3 separate regions of the Sus scrofa genome follow, and regions 2 and 3 are each linked to region 1. The links are chromatin contacts, called in public HiChIP or PLAC-seq and promoter capture Hi-C maps. All regions are on one chromosome and are shown on one strand. Each heading gives the region's core, a stretch centred on a gene start, on an enhancer-like site or on the middle of the called end of the contact. The rest is flanking DNA. Distances are from core to core; before and after follow the strand shown.

The links. Promoter capture Hi-C pulls out the DNA fragments that hold promoters and counts their contacts. HiChIP or PLAC-seq counts read pairs in DNA pulled down with a chosen protein or histone mark.
Region 2: a contact with region 1 is called in a promoter capture Hi-C map of skeletal muscle, with 12 times the contacts expected there. The contact joins the promoter of ZBTB16 here to the enhancer-like site in region 1. A contact is called at or near these places in 3 of 5 promoter capture datasets (fetal liver, liver and skeletal muscle), 12 of 47 Hi-C or Micro-C datasets (embryonic fibroblasts, heart right ventricle, liver and 5 more) and 1 of 2 datasets of contacts at active chromatin or transcription factors (skeletal muscle).
Region 3: a contact with region 1 is called in an H3K27ac HiChIP or PLAC-seq map of skeletal muscle. The contact joins two enhancer-like sites. A contact is called at or near these places in 4 of 47 Hi-C or Micro-C datasets (liver and skeletal muscle) and 1 of 2 datasets of contacts at active chromatin or transcription factors (skeletal muscle).

What each region holds. Positions count from the first base shown.
Region 1 is chr9:41,773,821-41,777,422 of Sscrofa11.1, reverse strand. All of the region lies in intron 4 of ZBTB16 (zinc finger and BTB domain-containing protein 16), which reads right to left. Among named protein-coding and RNA genes, the nearest start is that of NNMT, 95 kb to the left of the region's middle. Within about 2 kb of position 1,447, at least 1 of the 83 cell types and tissues checked has an H3K27ac peak or open chromatin away from gene starts, as enhancers often do. A contact at or near this core is called in skeletal muscle, where this site is marked.
Region 2 is chr9:41,637,958-41,641,242 of Sscrofa11.1, reverse strand. It overlaps ZBTB16 (zinc finger and BTB domain-containing protein 16), which reads right to left and starts at 1,707. Exons shown (of 7, transcript XM_021062868.1): 1 at 1,384-1,707. It overlaps LOC106504875 (a long non-coding RNA gene), which reads left to right and starts at 1,772. Exons shown (of 3, transcript XR_002335639.1): 1 at 1,772-3,077.
Region 3 is chr9:41,605,764-41,609,042 of Sscrofa11.1, reverse strand. LOC110255433 (a long non-coding RNA gene) reads left to right here. Exons shown (of 4, transcript XR_002335637.1): 4 at 2,201-3,279. Among named protein-coding and RNA genes, the nearest start is that of ZBTB16, 32 kb to the left of the region's middle. Within about 2 kb of position 1,327, at least 3 of the 83 cell types and tissues checked have an H3K27ac peak or open chromatin away from gene starts, as enhancers often do. A contact at or near this core is called in skeletal muscle, where this site is marked.

The sequences.
Region 1 (3,602 bases), core at 198-2,697:
AGGGAGGACACATACGGTCTTATTTGTATCTCCAGAACACCTAGGTTCCTGCTGGTAATAGACATGGGCCAGGATCCCAGCAGGGGGAGTCCAGATGCCTGAGCCTTCAAGGGCGCCAACTAACGAGGCCTTTTCTAGGATGGGGCAGGTCATGTTCTGATACTCCTGGAGGGGGGAGCATCTGCTCTGTGCTGATCCCAGCTCTGCAGCTTGTCCGGTCTTAGTTGTACATGTCATCGGTTTAGATATTAGTGGAAGGTGGGCTCCATGAGCAGCTTTGGACACTCTAGACACCACGGCCTTAAGTAAGATCCCCAAATCTGCCCTGTAAGATTGTTCAACATGCAAAGCTTCATTCTCAGCCTCCTGGCTGCACATGGAGGGCTCCCGGGCTGTTGGCTCTATGGGCACACTGGAAATGTCCTCTTGGCTAGAGGACATGTCTGGGATCCTCAAAGATACCATTCCCTTGGCAAGGCAGTTATACACCATTCCTATTCCTCCACCACCACAACCATCAACCTGGCCCTGCCCTTCTCACTGACCCAGCCAGGAACCACCACCATCATGTACTCCATGCAAGGCCCTTCCACAGATCACCAAATTACATCCTCACAGCATCACTGCCATCCTGTTACCAAGGAGGAAACAGGTTTAGCGAGGTTAAGCCACCCACCCAAGATCATAAAACTTGGAAATAGTGGGACTAGGATTTGAATCTAGACAGTCTGACACCAGATCCCAAGTTCTGGCTGTCACTATGCTCCAAATACCCTGAATGTCACAGTCGGACTTCAGGCTCCAAGGGTCCCTCTTCTCTGAAGCCTGAAAGACAAACCTGGATCACCCCATCAGGGCCCCAGCTTGCCTAGTGCATAGAGGAGCCCTGAAGAGATGCTCCTCCCACTCCCCTGCCTCCAGGTAGGTCCACCCTCCCCAGGTAGCTATCTGCACATCCGCCTTTCCTGCTCTGGAGGTTCTCACAGTCTCTCTGGCCTGGCCCCCCAACACTAGCATGGCCCCATGGCCCCCATATTCAGATCACACAGAGGCAGCTGCCCTGAGTTCCCTCTATATGGATTAAAAGAGCCAAAGGTCCCCACAGTTCAAGCCCAAACCCGCCCGACTGAGACCCCCCCCACTCCCTCCCCCAGGGGGCGTGCTGACGACTGTCCCAACCCCCTCACCTTCAGCTCAGCAGCCAAGGTATCTCCCCTGCCCTCTAATTAACGCCACCCGATCTGCTGCCCCCAGGCCTGTCCAAGTCCCAAACGGGGATGTACCGTGGTTTGGACAACATTATGATTTGTAAAACCCGCTCCTAATTAGTTTGACTTTGAATGAAGAGGGTAATTATTTTTAAATTTATTAACTGCTGCCTGGCCGGAGAAGTTTCCAGATCAAGTGACACAGAGAAGCTATTTCTGTTCAGTGATGCAGCAATTTATATTACTGATCGGTCATTAAAACCTCTGGCACAAAACCACTTGTGTTTCCTGAGCCAAGATAGTGTCCATGTGTCAAATTTCAAACCCAGAGTATAAATTAAGCCATTAATGGTATTTATCAGTTTATCTGGACTTAAAGAACTACTTACTAATTTAAGACATTCCTGATATAGAACCCAAGTGGTTGCGCTGGGCGCATGTGTGAGTGTGTACGTGCGTGTATGTGTGCCTTCTCACTTTTTATTTTACCGAGTGGTGTAAAAAAATTCTGATGTGTAAATGAAGTACAAGCATCTTGGGGAGCTGCAGAGCTGTTAATTCCTCACTGCTCTGCAACCCAAACATTTTGGAAGCAGCAGTGTTTTGCAATATGTATTTGTCATAATATAAAAGGTGTAAAGTGATCTCTGTTTATCTCCTCAAAGTCTTCGCTGTAGCAAAACAGAAAACTGAAGTGTGACAACGCAGCATGAGCCCTGCCCAACCACCAGTGCGTCCTCCCAGAGCACCAGCTGGAGCCCACCAAGATCCTGCAGGAAGGGGGCAAGGAAGCTCACACTCACCAGGACAGCAAGGGTGAGATGCGAAGATGACGTCTGGCGAACACAGAATTGGAAACATTTTCCTTTTTTCTTTTTGTCTTTTTAGGGCTGCGCCCATGGCATGTGGAGGTTCCCGGGCTAGGGGTCAAATCAGAGCTGTAGCTGCTGGCCTACACCACAGCCACAGCAACGCCAGATCCGAACTGCATCTGTGACCTACACCACAGCTCAAGGCAATGCCGGATCCTTAACCCAGTGAGTGAAGCCAGGGATGGAACCTGCATCCTCATGGATCCTAGTCAGATTCCTTTCCCCTGAGCCACGACAGGCACTCTGTAAATATTTTCTGTAAAATTCATTTTTCTGTGTCAAGAACACCTGTGAGGCGCCCTGACTGCCATTGGATGCAACGCTACTGGCCAGCTCTGTTAATTCCGCACGGGGCAGGCAGCCCTGGGCATGGATCCCAGACCTGATCTGTCCCAGGGAAGTTGTATCCTTGCTCACAAAGGGGACATGGTCATTAGGGTGTTGGGGGTTCTCAGTTAAATGGGTCACCAGGGTCCAAAAGAGTACAGGACAGGGCCACAAGCTAGGCTGTCTCTGACCCCTCTTCCTAAACCATTTAGCCACACACCCAAGGGCAACAGTAAGTCAACATGCAGGCCACTGGCGATGGGTAGAAAGAACACTGAAGTTAGAGTTGAGTCAAGTTCCAGCTCTTTACTTCCTAGGTCTCCACGTTCTCATCTGTTAAATGGGGATAACAGGAGTTCCTGCTGTGGTACAGGGGGTTAAGAATCCAACTTCAGTGGCTCAGGTCTCCTTGGAGGCTTGGGTTTGATCCCCAGACGGGTACAGTGGGTTAAAGGATCTGGCATTGCAACAGCTGAAGCACAGATAGCAGCTGCAGCTCAGATTCAATCCTTGGCCCAGGAACTTCCATATGTCACAGGTGGAGCCATAACATTTTTTTAAAGGGAGTTCCCATTTTGGATCAGTGTCAAGAACCCAACTGGTATCCATGAGGATTTGGGCTCGATCCCCGGCCTCGCTCAGTGCACTAAGAATCCAGTGTTGCCTTGAGCTGCAGCATAGGTTGCAGACATGGCTGGGATCCTGCAGTGCTGTGGCTGTGACGTAGGCTGGCAGCTTCGGCTCCAATTCAACCCCTAGCCTGGGAACCTCCATATGCCACAGGTGTGGACATAAAAAGACCAAAAAAATAAAGTTTCTAAAGGGTATAACAGAGGAACATGTTTGATAAACTAAGGTATCAGAAATGCAAGGTGGAATTACCATGACTTTCCCAGGCTCTTGATTCTTCTTCCTTTTCAGAGCGCTCGCCCTGTTCTCCTGCTGGCTCTCCACCTGGTACCCCGCTGGCTTCTCCCAGTCCGATAATTCTAGCGTCTTTTTCAGCATGCCTTATAATCAGGCCACTCTCTTCCTCAGAGGTCCCCTTTCATAGAATGGAGGTGGCAACTAGATTTCAGGTTGTGTTCTTTCATTGATTATTAAAAGAGTCTGAGGAGCTATATAGTCTGTGAAAGGAGCACTATAGGTGATAAATGGGCTAAGAGCCACCTCGTTGCCAACCTTACACTGAGGA
Region 2 (3,285 bases), core at 458-2,957, 140 kb after region 1:
CCGGCTGGCGCTGGTTGCAGCGCCCAGCCCTGCGGCGCGAGGGAAAGCCGGCGCTAACCCTCTCGAGCTCCGGGGATCGATCGCGCTCTCATACACCCCTAGCTTTCAGCCACCCCCACGGAGACTTGAAGACTTCAGCAAACTTGGAGAAGCAACTTTTCCGAGGGAGCCAGACGGCAAAGAGAAAGGCAGTCGGGCTAGCAAGAGGGAAAGCGAAAGAGACCCGGACGAAAGGCGAGACTCCGGGCGGGCCGGACGCCTGGGCGAGAGCTGCGAGGAGGCTGACCCGCCCCGCGGCGAAGGAGAAGCACAAAAGCCCGACAGCGAGTTGGGGGAGGAAAGACGAAAAGGGGTCTGCGGGCTCTCCCTCTCCGCCCCAGGGCCGTGACCCCCGGGAGCAATGAGCAAGGTCCCGGGCTTCGGGCTGGTGGCGCCCAGCAGCCGGCGCGCCGGGCCCAAGCACATTGCGAGCGTCCCGGGGAGCTTGGCGAGCGAGTCTCTGCCGAGCGCGTCTGTGCGTTCCAGCGGGTCCGCGGGCCGGCGAGATCGTGCGCATTTCGAGCGCGTGCGGGAGTTCCAGTGGCTCTGCAAGCGAGCCGCAAGCTTGCCGGGGTGAGAAAAGCATCCCGAACGCATCAGGTGCAAAGCCGAGCACCCACCGAGCGCGGCCGGGAGCGCAACTGCGAGCTCCGGCGCCACGGCGGGTCCCGCCGAGAGCCGAGAAGGGCCCGGAGCGCTGGAGACCCTCCAGAGCGCACGGCCACGGTGCCCCTCCCCCCCCAAAAAAAAACCTGGGGCGGGGGGGCTGGTCAACTCTAGTCAGGAAAAAAGAGCCCACCACGTTTTGCAAAGAGAAACAAAACCCAACTGAGTCCCAGTTCTGCTTCCCTTCGCCCTAGATCTACTCCTCGGATCCTCCGATTCTAGCTTCCCAGCCGGCCGGCGAATAAACACACAAATAAACCACAGCCCTATCTCGCGCCCGCGCACCGGTCGGCATACATATGAGCACCCACAGGCTCCCGGCTCCTCCGCTGGCCCCTGGTGGTACAAAGCCTCCCGATCCCCAACCCTCTGCTCGTGCCCTCAGCCCCCGCAGACCGCTCTGCCCCCCACCTCTCGCCCCGACCGTGCCCTGGAGCGGAAGGGTTGGGGACGCAGCTGCGCCCAAGCTGACAGCCGAGGCTCCCGCTTCTAGCCGACCCCCAACCGCCGGTGGCGACGGCCGCAGCAGCAGGAAGGGAACAAGCAGAATAAAACAAGGCAGAAGCCCAACGGCCGAGTGGCCGAAGCGAGCGCGCCCCCCCAGACCTCTCCAGCCCCGGGGCGCCCCGGCGCAAGGCTACAGCTGGGCGGTGCGCCCCTCCCCGGGCCCCCACTCACCGCTGCCGAGCCGGGCGCCGTGGGGTGGGTGTGCGTGCCTCCTCGGGGGGTGTGCCTGTGTCGGGGAGGGGGGTGTTGCTGGGGAACTGTTGCTCTCGGTATCAAGGCGGCAGCGGCGGCATCGCCCGGCAGTTCGCAGTACCCGCTCTCATCGCCCTCAACTCCTCTCTACTGCGAGGTTAGCAAATCACCACCGGCTGCGGCGCCTCCGCCGCGTCCCACGTCAACGCCGAGCCCCCTCCCCTGCGAGGCCCCGGCGCCTCTCCATCTTTAGTGCTGGCGGCCGAGCCCGGCTCCCTGCCCACAGCTGCCCCCCTTCCCTCCCCCCTCCCGCGCTGTCCCCGGACTCAGCCCGCCCACCCCCCGCACTGGCCAAGCCCGCGCGCGCTCCCCGCCCCACCCCTTTCCTCCCCTCCCTTCCCTTCCCTGCGCGCCGCGCTCCGGGCTTTGCCTGACATCTAGCTGCTGCTGGGGCGCCGGCGGCCGCCGCTCACTGGCCAAGCGGAGAGGAACGGAGCTGGCGGAGAGGAGGGTCAGGGACTCGGAAGCCTTAGAGTGGGCAATGGAGGTGAGGGGCGAGGAGCAACCACCCCCCCAGGTTTTTAATTTCCACTGGACACAGGTTTTGTTTTCCCCAGCTGCTCCAAGCTTGGAGTTTTGTCCCTGGCTCCAGTATTTGCCCCTATTCAGTGCGTGTCATCTCGCCTTGCACTTTTTCTAAACGTACTCGGGGTGGCACTGCCTGTACCTCGACATCGGTTTTTGAAGGGCGCTTTACCGGCCTAAGCCCAGGCCTTTTGTGCCTCCGGGTCTTCTGAGCACCCAGACTGCCAGTAGCCTCCAGGCGCAGAGTTCGCGGCCCGGGTAAACCAGATGCTAGAGGGTCCGCGGGCTCTATCGTCGAGGGGCGGTGCCCCATTTTGGCTGTCGCGACCCCTGGAGGCCAAGGTCGAGGTCTGAGAGAAACTTTTCTCCCTCCCAGTCTTGGCCATCCCCTAGCCTTTGCCCTCCAGGGAACCTAGTTGAAAACATTTCCTGAGAACTGCACCCCCTTCAGGGCAAAGTCTTCAGGGGGCGAGTAAAAGCCCGAAGACGATTCAGAACCGCAAGTGGTTCCTCTCATCTGGCTCCTCCACTTTAGAGGATGGGGTTGAGGTCGGTAGCCCCCGGGTAGAGCCACCAGAAGAAATCTCCGGATGCGCAGAGTCCCCTTCTCCGCCCTTTTCCCTAGAGCTTGTTGAAGATAGGGCTCGAGAGGCGCAGTGGGCTAACGTCCAGGAGCGTTGGGGTGAGGGTGATGGCGGAGAGCGCCCTCCCTGGGTCTCCGGAGAGTCAGCCCTGGAGGTCATTCAGCCTTAGCAACGAGGGGCTTCAGTCACTGGGTCCCCACGTTCAGTGCCTTTATCACATCCCCAGGCACATCTCAGACACTGTCCCTAACGGAGAGTCGGGCCCCAGGAATTAAAGAGTCAGGAAGGGTGGCAGAAGCCAATAGAAGCAAAAATCTGCTCTGGCCCCATAAGGCCCCTTGGGGGAGGTTTACATCAGAACTGATCTGGGTTCAAGAGCTGCTAATGGGGTAGTCCCAAGGATAGGCAATTCCATCCCAGCCAGCAGCCCTCTCTGTTCACAAGAAAAGTGCTCAGACCTGCAGGAGTCAGAGGAGAGAAGCAAAGCTGAGGGAGAAGCACACGGTGAGTAAAGGAAGGGAGTCAGTTATCCTGTGAGAGCAGTGAATACAGCAACATCCAACAGATGCCTGGGAAAGCCAGGTCCCTGGGTGTTCTGTTTGATTAACAATAAAGAGCCATCTAGGATATGACTGCTTTCCTAGCTAAGGTCTTTGCAGTCTGTAAGAGGAAAGGGATTTGAAGAAAGTTAAGAAAGAAGTGGTTTGATGAA
Region 3 (3,279 bases), core at 78-2,577, 170 kb after region 1:
TGAGACTTCCTCTTTCTTCATTTTAATTTTTTTGGAGGGTGCACACCTGCAGCATATGGAAGTTCCTGGGCCAGGGACTGAATCTGAGCCGCAGCCTCAACCTAAGCCACAGCTGTGGCACCGCTGGATCCTTAACCCCCTGTGCCACAGCAGAAACTCCCAAGACGTCCTTATTTTTTTAAACTTATTTCCAGCCAACTTTAGACTTACAGAAAAGTTGAAAACAATTGTACAGAGATTTCCCACGTACTGCTCGCTCAGCTTCTTCTAATGTTACCCTTCCTTGCCCACAGCCATGGCACAGCCATCAAGACAATAACATTGGTGCAATACTAATCACTGAACTGCAGAGTTGATTCGAATTTTCACCCATTTCCTAGTGAGATCTGGGGAAGCAGAAGCGTGAACACACAGAACCAGAGAGGGAGTTGGGTTTGGACAAAAGAATCCAAGACCCTCTTCCTGGAGAATGTTTAGAGAGTTGTCTCATCTGATCTCAAAGGCATAGACTACCTTAGGGACATCAATGCCTCATAAGTGGCTATTTAATACATTAATGGGGAGTTCCTCTCATGGCTCAGGGGTAATGAATCCGACTAGGAACCATGAGGATGCGGGTTCAATCCCTGGCCTCGCTCAATGGGTTAAGGATCTGGCATTGCTGTGAGCTGTGGTATAGGCCAGCAGCTGTAACTCCGATTCGACCCCTAGCCTGGAAGCTTCCATATGCCATGGGTGTCACCCTAAAAAGAAAAAAAAAATCTACAAGGCCCGTGGGATATGGGGTAAAGCAAAAAGCAAGCTCCAGGGAAAAGAAGGTCTGAGGACAGGGCCCCTGTCACAAACCTGGCTCACTGGCCCCTGGAGCGTCTTTTACAGGGTGTTTTATAGGCGAGTGTTCAGTGCCAGCATCAAGCCGGGTGGGAGCCCAGCCCGCCAGAGTAAACAGCAGCCTGGGCAGGTGGGCAGAGGGTCCCCCACCGCAGGGCGGTTTTAAATTGCTACTGTGTTTAATTGTTAGCCAAGCTTCTCCACTGGGTGGGGAGTAGGAGAAGGGGGAGGCAGGTGAGTCCCGGAATCAGCCCTGAGAAGCTGTATTTCTCTCTGCTTGGGGCTCACTGGGGATTTTGTACAGAGCAGCGCCTTGGGGCTCAGCACTGGCGTTTATGTCAGCCCTGTGCTTGATGGGATCGAGGTGCGCCTCCAGGTTAGTGGGACCCAGGAGGCAGGGGAACCCAGCTGCTGCTGGCACGTGTCTCACCGTTCCTGCAGGCAGGGACTGACTTTGACCTTTGTGGGTCCCGAAATAGCAGTCAGAGCTGGTAGGAGGCACCGTAAAGCTTCTTGGCAGCTGTCACCCGACTCTTCAAGGCCTCGTCCTAGCCGAGGATATACAGAAGGGCTGGCTGGAGGCAGAGGGATGGCCATTGAGATCTCTCCAGGGCATTGCCAGCCTGAAATCCTAAGGCTCTTGTGTCTCCCGGAATTTTCATCATTGCTCCTCAGATAGGAGACACCTATCCATCTTTTTTTTTCTTTTTCCTTCTTTCTTTTTTTTTTTTTTTTTTTTTTTGGCTTTTCAGGGTCATACCCATAGCATATGAAAGTTCCCAGGCTAGGGGTCAAATCAGAGCCGCAGCTGCCAGCCTGCACCAGAGCTACAGCAATTCCAGGTCCAAGCCGTCGCTGCAGCCTACACCACAGCTCACAGCAACACTGGACCCTTAATCTACTGAGTGAGGCCAAGGATCGAACCTAATTCCTCGTGGATATGTTCCAACCCAAGAGATTTGGACATGGCTCCCTGTGCTGTACAGTAGGACCTCATTGCCGATCTAGTCTAAATGTAACAGTTTGCATCCACTAACCCCAAACTGTCCATCCCACTCCCTCCCGGCAACCACAGGTCCGCTATCCACGTCTGTGATCTGCTTCTGTTTTGTAGATCCGTCTTTGTCTGTTCTTCCCCTCCTGCAAGCTTTCAACAGGAATCCAGAAGCGCTCCTGTGTCAGGGCGATTTAATCCAACTGAGCAGGGAGAGTATCAGACAAGGAAGCCCCGTCACTAGTAAATGATAGGAATGATCATCACTGCCCCCCAAGGAGGGCATTCTAAGCACTGGTCACTGTTCACATACTGATTCATTTCATCATCTCAATAAACAATGACTTGGGTACAGTTACTATCGCTGTTTTACAGATGGCACACCTGAGGCATGGAGGAACTGAGTGACTTGGCTCAGACCACACAGGCAGACAATGCGTGAGCCTGGATTGGAACCTGGGTGGTTTGGCTCCAAAGTATAGACCCTTGACCTCTTCTTTGTTGTGCAGCCCCACCCCCACCCACCTTCCACTGCAACTGCCTCCGCTGGCTTCGGAACCCCCAGTCCCATGTCCTCCAGTTCCGTGGCCCTGATCACCAGTGTTCGTGTGACATGCAGAGCTTTGTAGGAAATGAAATGGCCAGAAAATGACGGTGGTGTCAGAGCGCTCTTAGAGAGGACCAGGGACAGAGACTATGACCCTGGAGACTGTGGGGTGTAGCAACAAGCATCAGGACTTGGAGCAGAAGACCCAGCTCCTCCACCTGCCACCTGAGTGACCGGGGCAAGTGCTTTAGGCTGAATATTCGTGACCCCCAAGTTCGTACATTGAAGCCTAACTCCTGAGATGCTTTTTGGAAGTGGGGCTGCTGGGAGGTCATTAGGCCATGAAGGTGGAGACCTCACGAATGGGATTAGTGCCCTCGTAAGAAGAGACGTGAGAGATACGATCCCTCTCTTGGCCTGGTGAGGACAGCCAAGAGACTGGATCTGCTGGGGACTTGACCTGGCCTTCCCAAGCTCCTAGAACTCGGAAAATCAAATTGTCGTTTAAGCCACTCCATCCGTGGGAGTTTTGTTATGGAAGCCTGCATAGTAGTAGAAAGCTATTTAATCCTTCTGAGTCTCAGTTTCCTTATCCATAAAACGAGGATAACTCTGTTGTGGGCTGAAATATACCCTCTGCCACTCCAAATTCATATGCTGAATTCCTAACCCCCAGCATCTCAGCATTTGATGTGTTCCGAGATGGGGCCTTTAAAGAGCTCATTATGGTGAAAGGCCCCCAAGCCAGTTCGTCCGGTGTCGTTATAAGAAGGGAGATTAGGGCACAGAAGGCGCAGGCAGAAGAGGATATTTAGACACAAGGAGGAGAATTCGGCATCTGTGAGCCAAGGAGAGGGCCCTCGGAAGAGACCAGCCCAGCTGACACCTTGATCTTGGACTTCTAGTC